Regions from separate parts of the Dromaius novaehollandiae genome. Here region 1 is linked to region 2. Evidence: chromatin contacts called from public Hi-C data. All regions are on one chromosome and are shown on one strand. The core of a region is the stretch at or near the end of the contact, and the rest is flanking DNA. Distances in the headings are between cores, read along the strand shown. Region 1 overlaps LOC112988712 (a long non-coding RNA gene). Region 2 holds the start of LOC112988628 (radial spoke head protein 6 homolog A-like).

The links. Hi-C and Micro-C count contacts between places; a contact is called where the count stands out from the background.
Region 1: a contact with region 2 is called in a Hi-C map of brain, with 6 times the contacts expected there. The contact joins the enhancer-like site here to the promoter of LOC112988628 in region 2. A contact is called at or near these places in 2 of 4 Hi-C or Micro-C datasets (brain and liver).

Annotation. Positions count from the first base shown.
Region 1 is chr4:19,714,249-19,719,733 of bDroNov1.hap1, forward strand. All of the region lies in intron 4 of LOC112988712 (a long non-coding RNA gene), which reads left to right. Among named protein-coding and RNA genes, the nearest start is that of TACR3, 97 kb to the left of the region's middle. Within about 2 kb of position 2,608, at least 2 of the 2 cell types and tissues checked have open chromatin away from gene starts, as enhancers often do.
Region 2 is chr4:19,499,439-19,504,655 of bDroNov1.hap1, forward strand. It overlaps LOC112988628 (radial spoke head protein 6 homolog A-like), which reads right to left and starts at 1,963. Exons shown (of 6, transcript XM_026109249.2): 1 at 1,133-1,963; 2 at 430-661. The coding sequence starts at 1,878.

The DNA.
Region 1 (5,485 bases), core at 1,358-3,857, 220 kb after region 2:
CCTGGGCTGCTGCCTCCTCCTCAGCCAGACGGGCAGGCTTCGGTGCCCGGCGAGCTCCTCAGCTGAGTGGGTTTCTCCAGGGAGCTCCCGGTGACTCCTCACACACACCAGCGCTAGCTGATGGGCACTGGCCTTCAAGGGAAGAGAAAGAGCAGATTTCCACAGTGATATGGTTTTGCTTCAGCCACGAGGTAAAGAGTAGGAGTAGGAAGAAAGGGGGGACTATCATAAATTAAGATAGTTTTTTCACAGCAGCCTTCCATAAATCATAAATCCTGGCCCTGTCTGTGATAACACTTCATTTTTAAACTCCTGATTCTTGAGCAAGTGCGCCACAGTAGTTGAACTGATCAATCACTGCAGAATTACAAAACAGTAAACAGTCAGTATTATTGGAATAAATGTATGTTGACAGTTATTAGCCCACAGAATTATTATGCATGCAAATCCGAAAAGCCAAATCTACTGGCTCCAGGAGCATATTCCATGTGCATTAGTGTCTCTAAGCAGTGATGACATGATCAAACATTATGGATCCTAACGAGCTATCACACAGGCTATCAGATCAACAAATTATACTCTGAAAATGTTTGTGATTAGCCACAATGGTTCTGCAGCAAATAGCATAAATCAGCTGCGTATGTTAAATCATCACCATACTGTTTACAAGCAAGATATGGGGAACTCCTTGGACTGCATCAATGTTGCACAGTTTTTGAAAACCTCAGAGGAGGTATCTTTTTTCTCACAGTTCCTTTCAAAACAGTGTTATTTGTCACTCAAACTCTGTAATGATGTAATGTAATGAGGCACGGTAGCAGTCACACTTTTTCTGTAGCAGTGCAAGGACAGAATTATCTACATTATCTACATCATCTTCAGTCCTTCTTGGTGGCTGCAAAAGAAGCCAAACTGCCCTTTCAGAGTAGCCCTTCACATGACGTTTCTGCACAGCACAAGGCACGTGGGCATCTGGAGCGCTCAGCAACCTCCCACTAGCTTGTTACTCTGGGAAGCACATGCATTTGCAATTCAGATGTGTTTACTGACTCTCTGAACATCTTCAAGCAGTCTTGAGATGGTAAACAGGTACTTAGCATTCAAAATCCTACACAGTTTGTGAATTGCTAGCAGGCAAGCAAAATGAGGACTCATCCTTGCAGAGAACTGCATCTCTGTGTCCCAAGAACTGTTTCTTCGCTACATTTTTCCATCAGCTACTTTACTATTCCAGGTAACAGTTCACATAAGCTTGAGCTTGGCACCTTCCTCGGCAGAAAGGAGCGGATACACACACTCTCAAATTCTAGAGCAACAAATATTGCAGGATAGCTATTAGGTTTATTCATTGTTCCTTCTTAATCAGTGAGAACAGTATGAGCTTTTGACTGTAGGATATACATTTTCACATTCTCCAAACCACAAAAAGAATGATAAAAAAAGCAGGGGAGTACAGAGAGAGCCAAGAGTTAATGAAGAGTCTAGTCAGACTTTGATAAATTGATATAAATTGATTTATATTATCTTAGGGGGCTTTTCTGGTTTCTACCTGGGACTAGGCAAGCTTTGGCTACAAAAAACCGGCTAACACTAGATTTCCGAGCTGTTTGTGAAAGGACGCTTGGCCAGATAGTTTTAAGGAGGGAGAGTGACTTTCTTAGGTTTGGTGTTTCTGGTGTTAGGGCTCTTTAGTGAGAGTGAATGGAAACGTTACCACTGGTGGTAGCAGTTAAGCCAGTATCACAGTAATCATTTCTGATAATTTCACTCTATTCTGAACTTTTGTGAGTACCAGGTGACTTGCAGGAGGAGGGGAGGTGTTTGAGGCATATGGCTATGCGCTGGGTGACAGATAGGCACGCGTGTTGGGCCACGTAAAGGGGAAGCAGCAGCCAGGGAGGCAGGGACTACGAGGCCTCCGCATGTACAGGGCTCGCGCTGTGTGCGTAGCAGTCTCTGGGGAAGATCTGAGCGGTTGCATCAAGCCTCGCAGGTTTTAGCAGAGGAGAGGAACTGCAAGTGCAGCCAGGCAGAGGCCGCTTGCGGAGTTTCACACTGAATATATGAGACTTGATAGACTTGCTTTGTTTCTGGGCACCGGCGCAGTGCTTGTCACAGCCACTACAGCGCTGCGGTCAGGCAGGCAGGCAGTGAGACTGCGGGTGAGGCACAACTGTTGCTTATCTGACCAGCCACAGCTAGCCGATGCCACCCTCACCGGTGTGCGTGCAGCTCCCGTGCCTCCAGCCCACCCCTGCGTCTCTTCGGGGATCCACACTAGCATGGAGAGATGTTTCCCATAGCAGAGTACGTGAATCTAGCCTCTTGCTTCAAATCCAATTATAAAACCATATTATTTACCTCCAACAAGCCACATTATTGTTAGCAAAAGGGTCTTCATATACTTCACATACCAATTCATTTAGCAGCATGCAGCTGGTAATAGGCATACAGCCTCTTGTTTGTCCCTGTGGGCCTCGGCAGGCGTATTTAAAATCAGTAATGGGTAGGCACCACTGCAATTCACAGCTGCAGGAGCACATAGCCTGGCTGCGCGAGGCTCAGCAGGCTCGCAGTGCTGCCCACAGGCAGGACTCTCTGGGGACGTAATTACATCAGTGTTGGGAGGGAGGAGGGATAACAAACCTACTTTGGCAGCAGAGTAATAAGCAAGAGCAGCTGTCTCCCTCAGCAGGGATAAAAGACAAGTGAAAACTGACAGATGAGTGCAGGAGAAATTCCCTTCTCTGCCTGTCTTGCTGCGCTAGTCTAACGAGAACTCCTGACCGCAGAGCTGGCTCTGTTCATGCAGGTGACTTTATTCCTTATGAACAAACTTTTGCCCAGCTCTTCACAGACCAGATTTGCAATTAGCTCACATTAGCTAGTGGTCTTTATGCTGTTTCTCTGTAAGTTATTTCTTTGTGTGGTATGCGTCTATCCCAAGAGTCTGTCTCTTCGGGCCTAGCCCACATCCCTCGTTCCCCTCTTGGTCTCCCCTAGAATACATGATTTGCCACACACAACTATTTAAGCCTCTCCGAAAGGCCATTTGCCGAGGTCCTTTCAGTGCACATGCTGCGCAAGTCCCTCAGCCCATGTCTTGCCACCACTTGGATGGAGGCAGTAGTGGTTACTACCCCGGAGGCTGTCGTAAGGAGAGGCGCACAGAGCCCCCGGCCTTTGGTAGCCCTGGACCAGCTGTCCTTTACGAAGCTGTGCGAGGGGTCTCATTTCCCCTTGCCTTCCTCGTTTTCATCTCCCTTTTCAGCTTGTCTGTTGCTGCTCCGCTAAATTTCCTGAAGTGACAGTATGTGAGCGATCTAACCTCAAGTATGAGGGTGCCTTCAAAGGGACAAAGTATGTCATTACAGTAGGTCTTATGTTTTTTCTCTTGAACAACTTCCTTCTCTCACAAGATTCTGCAGGACTTCAGGACCTTAAATGTTTGTTTAACTTGAATTTATACTAAAAAAAAAATCCCTCCTGCTGTCTACTTCATACCTAAAAGTCCGATGCTGTAAAGTAATTTAATAGCCAGTGGCAAGTTTCCTCATCATTAATTTGCATCATCCAGGAGAAGTGAAACCTAGAAACTATGAAGCTGTGGTCCTGGAAAAGAATCACCTGAGTCAAAAATGGACCTTCAGATTTTCATGATTCAGTGTCAGCAGTATCCTTCCGCTCTTTCAGAACCCCATCCAAAGCCAGAGAAGTCCCTTGATGGTCTCCTCCTGATTTGAATGGCTTTTTCCAGGTCGGCAAGCATTCCTAGGTCCCTAACCTTCAGAAAAGCATTTTAAATAATACATATAAAATAGTACCCAAATAATATATCTACTCTCATTGAGGACAACAGAGCTAAACCCCTACTTCAGATTAATAAAGCACGTTTACACACCTCACTGAATGAGGACCGTAGTTTCTACCAAACAGTTTGTTTCATCCACACTCTGTAGCTGCTGATTTCTGTTACAGTCTGAAATACTTCCTTAGCATTGCAGCAGACATCTGTATTTTTTCTGCCCTTGGAGCAGCATATTGTGGCTTTTCTTGTGTATTCTCTCTTTGTCTGACCTCAAGTTATCTCACCTTTTCGGTGTTACTGAAGGTAAAGAAACTCATTTTTAAGCAAAGGTTGCCCTCTAGTGAGCAATGAAATAAATACAAGTATCTTCACTTGAAAGGAGGCTGCAAGAGAGCATTGAACCCTTATTTTCACTGAGTGGAGCTGTGGCATTGAAATTTGGGAGGAAAAAATCACCTGAGGATAGAAGACTTTCACAGGCCTCTATGAAGAGGTGCAAGTACTCAGCTTAAAGTTTTAGACGAGCGTGGAGAGAAAGTCTCAGGCAAGGTTTAAAAGGGTGTCCTCGCCAGGGCAGCAGGGAGCTCCAGGGGCCTGACCCCTATTGTATGGCTGGAGCTGGCTCCAGGCAGGAGAGAGATGGCACGAGTTGTCCAGTATAACCGGCCCCTCCCCACATGTGGTCGCCTGCAACTGGGCTCCGGGCACTAGAAAGTTGTTAAGCATCACTTCCAAATGTTGCTCTCATGTGCCACGTTTGCACCTGTAGCCATAAGGTGCAAGGGACTGGACTGTTGCCTGTATAGTGAAGGTTCACGTGATTCCCTGTGTGGAGCCTCTGTGGTGCTTGTGGCCTCGTGAGAGAGGAGTGTTCGCTGACCCTGGCAGAAGGAATCCCTTTTCATTGCAACCCAGTTCCTTTCAAAAAGCCAGAAATTCAATGTTTGTGAAGAGTGTTCTCTCATGAACTGTTAGTACAAAGCTAGTGCAACCCCCCTCGCTCTTGTTTTGCAGAATGAGCAGCCCATAACTGGTGGGTGACGGTTTCATTGGCTCCTGTGCAGTTTCACCCACATGCGAAACCCCCAGTGCTTTCTCAGGGTCCCTTGTACAGCAGACAGGAATGGAAACATGACCAAATTCTGCTCTTTGTGGGAAAGGTAGACAGCTCCTATTTAAAAGCTGGCCACCTGAACACAAGAAAAAATATAAGAGGCTAGTACTGTGATGCTGTTTCAGGCAGCTGTTAACTTAGACTAGGATGTTACAATTCAATGCAGAGCTCTTTCCATAAATATTAAATGTTGGAAGATAAAGACAAAGGAGAAAAGCCAAGGCCAGTAGGAAGGAAGCAAGCAATAAACCCAGTAATTGTCTATATACAAATGCAGAGTGTATGGGAAATGAGCTCAAAGTGACATTACAGGAAGGAAATTATGACTTGGCTGGTAATACAGAAATGTAATGAGATAAATCAGAGAGCTGAAATGTTAATATTGATGGGTGCAATCTGCACAGAAGGGACAAAGGAAAAATGAGAAAAGGTTGCACTGTACATCAAAAGCTTGTGTGCAAGCAGTGCAGCACAGGTGGATAATGAAAGAAGTGGTAATGGTGATATTTTATGATTCAAGATGAGAAAGAGACAATATAAAAAGAAACATACAGGTAGCTCCA
Region 2 (5,217 bases), core at 713-3,212:
TCTCAAACTGATGTCCATACTGTATGGTCACTTTAGGTAAAGAACTGTCACTTTTGGATAAAGAATATAATTTAGATGCAGTATTCCAGGTTGCACTGGCATGTGGGATATATTGTAATCTTTATTTTTTATTCCTTACCTCTAGAATGTTTACGATTTTAAAGGCTCAGAATGTTAGATTATACCATAGGAAAAAATCCTAACTGAATAAGTGGATGGTTTTTCTTCTTCACAACTGGACCTGGCACCAAGTTGACTATGAAGGGGGTGCCTGGTATGGTAGTATAGCTGCAACTGTGTCATATGACCATAAGAGGCAATACTACTAGCGAGACCGCAACTTTGTCCCTTCCTCCCTTCCTTTCCCACCATCCTCCCACCCATCTCCCTGGTATATTTGATATCTATTTTTCTTTGATAATAACTCACTATCTCGTCTTCCAGCTCTTCGTCTCCTTCTCCATGCACCTTAAGGAATAAAGCTTTACGCTTTTCTGCAACTTCAAATGTTGGAAGAATCTCATGCTCATCACGGAGAGTATCCATTTTTTTCCGAAACTGGGCCCACTTCACATCCTTGCTGATATTCTCAATTATGTCTACCGCATTTGTGGGCTGTTCATCCAGGATCTTTGTTAGCATGTTAGCAAGATGATCATATCTGTCATACAAATACAAATATTATTGGCCTAACGATTTTAACATAAAAAGTAGAAGCCGGTCACCTAGAGCTTTGCAGAAATCACTGGAATAATTAGATATAAAGAGATCATGCAGCATTATGGTAAATTAAATTTGAAACTAGTATGATTGTAATATATTTAAGAGCAATCCTATCTTCCATTTTTGGTTTATTCCACACCTGACTCAGGAGCTGAAGCTGAATTTAAACGTGCTGTTAATCAAATTTTTAACTCTCTAAATTCCCTTGTGAATTTTTATTCTGAAAGATGCTGGGCACACACAGCTATCACATAAAGATGAATCACTGCATTTATAAGGTATTCTCTCTTCCTACATCCCCTGGTATCCCTCCATTTCTTAAAGTAACCCTTTGCCCTTTCATCTACAGTATTTTTCTTTCCACTCATACTTCCTACCCCTTTCAACCTTGTCCCGTTTTTGGACTCACAAGTTCAGGCCAGACGTTGTGCTGCTCTTCAGCAAATAGGCTTTTGCATTCTGCATTGCCAGCATCCGGGGGTTAGGATCTGGTACCTGCTCATCATACGTACTGTAGCCCGGCTGATAGAGACCATAACCTGGTTCATGTGGTTGATAGGGGCCATGCCCAGGTTCATAGGCTTGATAGGGATCCTCTTGTAGTGTGTACGTCTCATAGACACTTCTCGGTTCATGTGTTTGATAAGGGTCTAATCCTGCTGCATATGACTCATATGCGCTTTGCCTTGGCTCCTCTGTCCGGTAAGAGTCTTGTCCCAGCGCGTACCTCTCACTGACGGCTATTTCTGATACCTCTGGCTCATATGGGCCTTGTTCTGTTCCGTGTGGCTGACAGAGGTACTGCTCGGGGGTCTCTGACTGATAGGGTGCTTGTCCCGGTGCGTGAGGCTGATAGAAACTCCCTCTTTGGTCTTGTGCTCGGTAGGGGTCCTGGCTGGGTGCGGGAGGCTGATAGACGCTGCGTCTCAGCTCTTGCGGCTGACCAGACGCTTGCCTTACCCCCTGGTACTCATAGGCAGCTGGTCCCAGCCCCGGCTGCCGAGGCCAAGGAGGGACCTCTTCGGGTTCAAAGCCCTCGTAAGGCGGCTGCTCGGGGCCCTCCTCAGGCCACGACTGCTCCTGGGCACCGCGGTCCCGGCCTGCTGCCGGGCCGGCCCGCGCCTCGGGCCGCGGCTCCCCGGGAGGCTCCGCCATGGCCTGGCCCGGCGGCAGCGGGCCGCGCGGGGCTCACCGAGCCGCCCCCAGGCCGCTCGTCGCCCGGCAGCGAGCTCCGCCGGCGGGGAGGAGCGTCGCCACGGTAAACCCGCCGCCGTTGCTAGGCGGGCCGCGGGGGCGGAGGGGCTGGGCGGGCCGCGCGTTGTCTCGGCGCTGCCGCCCTAGGTGCCCCCCGCGCGCGGGAAGGGGGCAGCAGCTTGCCCCGGCACGCCAGCCGCCCCGGGCGCCCGTGCCGGGGGGTCGGTCGTGCGGCGCCCCGCGGAGACCGTTGCGGGGCGCCTCGCGGGGCCGCGGGAGCCGTTGAGACCGTTGGGGGCGCCCTGCGCGAGGGGGTGACGTGGGGCAGGAGGGGCCGTTGTGACCGTTGGGAGGCGCCTCGCGGGGCTGGGGGAGCCGTTGAGACCGTTGAGGGGCGCCTCGCGGGGCCTCCTCGCGGGGCTGGGGGAGCCGTTAGAGGGCGCCGTTATAGCCTTGCCCGGGTGTCTGTCCGGCGCCCGCCGTTGCCTGGAGGGCAGGTAGTGGCGCAGGCTCACGCTGTGGGCTTCAGTGTCACAACACGCTGAGAAAGAGCAGTTTGCTGGCTGAAGAACGTAATTTCTGAGGGTGTCGCCATTTCCTTGAGCTTTCCTGACCACTGAGCCTGCGGCATGGCGGCTCCCGGGGGGTGCCCCAGGGCCCTCCCTCTGGGGGACACTCCTGCTTGGCTGGCATGTTGCTGCCTAAAAGGTTTGGTGTGTTTGCAAGAAAGGAAATCCCAACCAGCTTCTCAAGCTGTTGCTTTTGTTTTTCCTCGTGCTTTTTTCAAACCCTGCTTATTTCCTTTCATATTGACCCACAAATTACAAAGTGCTATTGATATTCAGTATCTTGAATGTTGTGATGCAGAAATCTTAATTTCTGCTGAGAGCAGAGGAATAAATCGTCAATAGTTTAATTTTGATTTAATAAGTGTGAGACATTTGTTTTCTGTTGCTCCTTTAATTGAATGTAGTAGAAAATACAGTTTAATATTCTGCCTTTTAGCAGGGGATTTATCATGTTGGTGCCGTTAGTTACAAAGTTTTTTCTTTGAGGAGGAGAAATCCTAAATCTGATGATGATTTTTAAAAATTTTATTCACAGATCCAGGAAAAAAAACAGATGTAAATTACTTCAGAATGAAGGTGGTCTGGTAGAAAAAGGCTTCGTCATTTGAAGCTCTCAGTGTTAATGAGACAGATGGCCTTAATGTGAGTAATTTCTTTCTGCAGCAGGATTCAAACACTGAAATGCAAAGGACACATCACAATACAGTGGAAGAATCTCCTGAGTTCTGCTAATCTGATTACTCAAGATTCCCCCCCCCCCCCCCAAATATGGTGATGTAGTGGTGTATTTTTGTAGCCCCATCAGGTATCATCAGTGCTATATGCTCAAATAGATAGTCAAAGAATAACAAATTTGAAAATTATTTAAAAAATGAGCTAGGAATCCCATTTAACAAGAAACTATAATGAGTTGATAATGCTTCAGACATATTTAAATAAGTGACGCAGGATATTTTAGTAATGAATCACTTTATTACTGATGCTGTTTTCTTTTCCTGCCACTATAAAAGGTGAAAAATAGATAAATTGGAAAGATAGTTGCAAACATGACTATGTTTGAGCTTCTTAGTGAATTTAAGAAGTGCTTTGTATTAGTGGGAAGACTGGTCTTAATGTAATCAACTTTAATTCAGCAGGTGTAGATCGGACTCTTATTATGACCCCATTTTGTTTTTAGGAAAGTTTTTAAAGATGCTAATTCCCAATTAATCCAATACACCTAATCTTGTGCTTAAGTGATTTACTGAACGGGGCATGACCTAGTATATGATGCATGTACTGTGTGTTAAGTTAAATAATAGTTTTACTATAATCAGTTGTGGGTAAGCAGTGGTCTATGTTATTGTTGCTATTATTCAATAATACACAGAGCTTTAAAACGGAGAGGCCTCTTATTTTGTGGCAAGTTATGTTAAAATCCAGAGCCCTCGTCACGTGCATAAAATCTGCTCATGTGAATAGTCTCATTAATGCTCGTAATTAATTCAGTGAAAAACTTTTAGTATGCTGATAAAGTTAAGGACATGCCCAGTTTTCAACAAGGAGGTTTTGGAACAAATAAAAATGGGTCAGGTGAGGTAAAACAAAAGGCCTTTTAGGGAAGCGTGTTTTGGAACGTATCTAGAGCTGAATGGATAACACTGTTCTCTAACAGTCTAGCAGTAGAAAATAGTACTGTCTTAGGGGTATCAATGTGGAGGGATTGGTGCTGTACACATCTCAGCAAAACACCGTTTTAATCTTACAACTCAAAGTAGTGAAAATATCAGGATTTTAAAATATACTCTGTCATGAATGAATAAGTTAATGTAACTCCTAATGAATGCAGTCTTTGTTTTTGTTTTTTTTTGGTAGCGGTAACCAGGAACAATTCTCAGATTAGACACTGCAAAATCTTTCAAGTTCTAAGAGTAAAGAGCAGAAATATCATTGAGGAAACTGACCCATTCTGAATAACAGCAACAAAAGATAATGTTTCCACATTGTTTAATAGCAAAGCATTTCTATGAAGAATTAAAGAATTATTGTATCATGTTTCGCTTATTCCAACAAGTAACATAACACCATAAAAATGTTAATTTTGCTGGTATTAATGCAATGTCTTTCCTGGAGCATTTAAACATTTTTTTAATACTATTTTCAGAGTTACTTTGTTTAACTGAGTTTCAGCTTGCAGCCTTCTATTATTGATTTATTGATCTATGCAGTGAATGTGTACAAGTTCATTATTTTGTGGAAGATGTATTTGCAGAACTTGCACATCAACTGCAGAGGGCGGTACAGTACTTGCAACTTACTTGCAAATTACTTCAGTTTTCTATTTGTTTTCCATATTTCATAGTTGGAGAAAAACTTGATTTGTTGTTCAGTAATTCACTTCTATAAAAATAGTATAAAATTAAGTCATCTTTATACATGTTCTGTGAAGCAGCTGCTCAAGAAAGGGCAATTGCTTTATCTTTTCAATCTTGTTCAGCAAAGAAGGAGGAAACTAGGGGCACCTGTATTTTTGCTATAATGTTTCCTTCTGCCTTTGCAATTATATAGGTTACTTAGAGTACATGTGTGAGATGTACTATGGTTCAGGGTGCCGAGAACCTCAGTGTGTGTAGAGTTTGAGCAAGATGTGATCGTTTCTTGTTGATACAGAAAAGTAGAAAATGGTTATTTGCAATATTGCTTCACTGTCTTGCTCTGACGAGCACTGTTTGTCAGTAGCACATGTTAATTA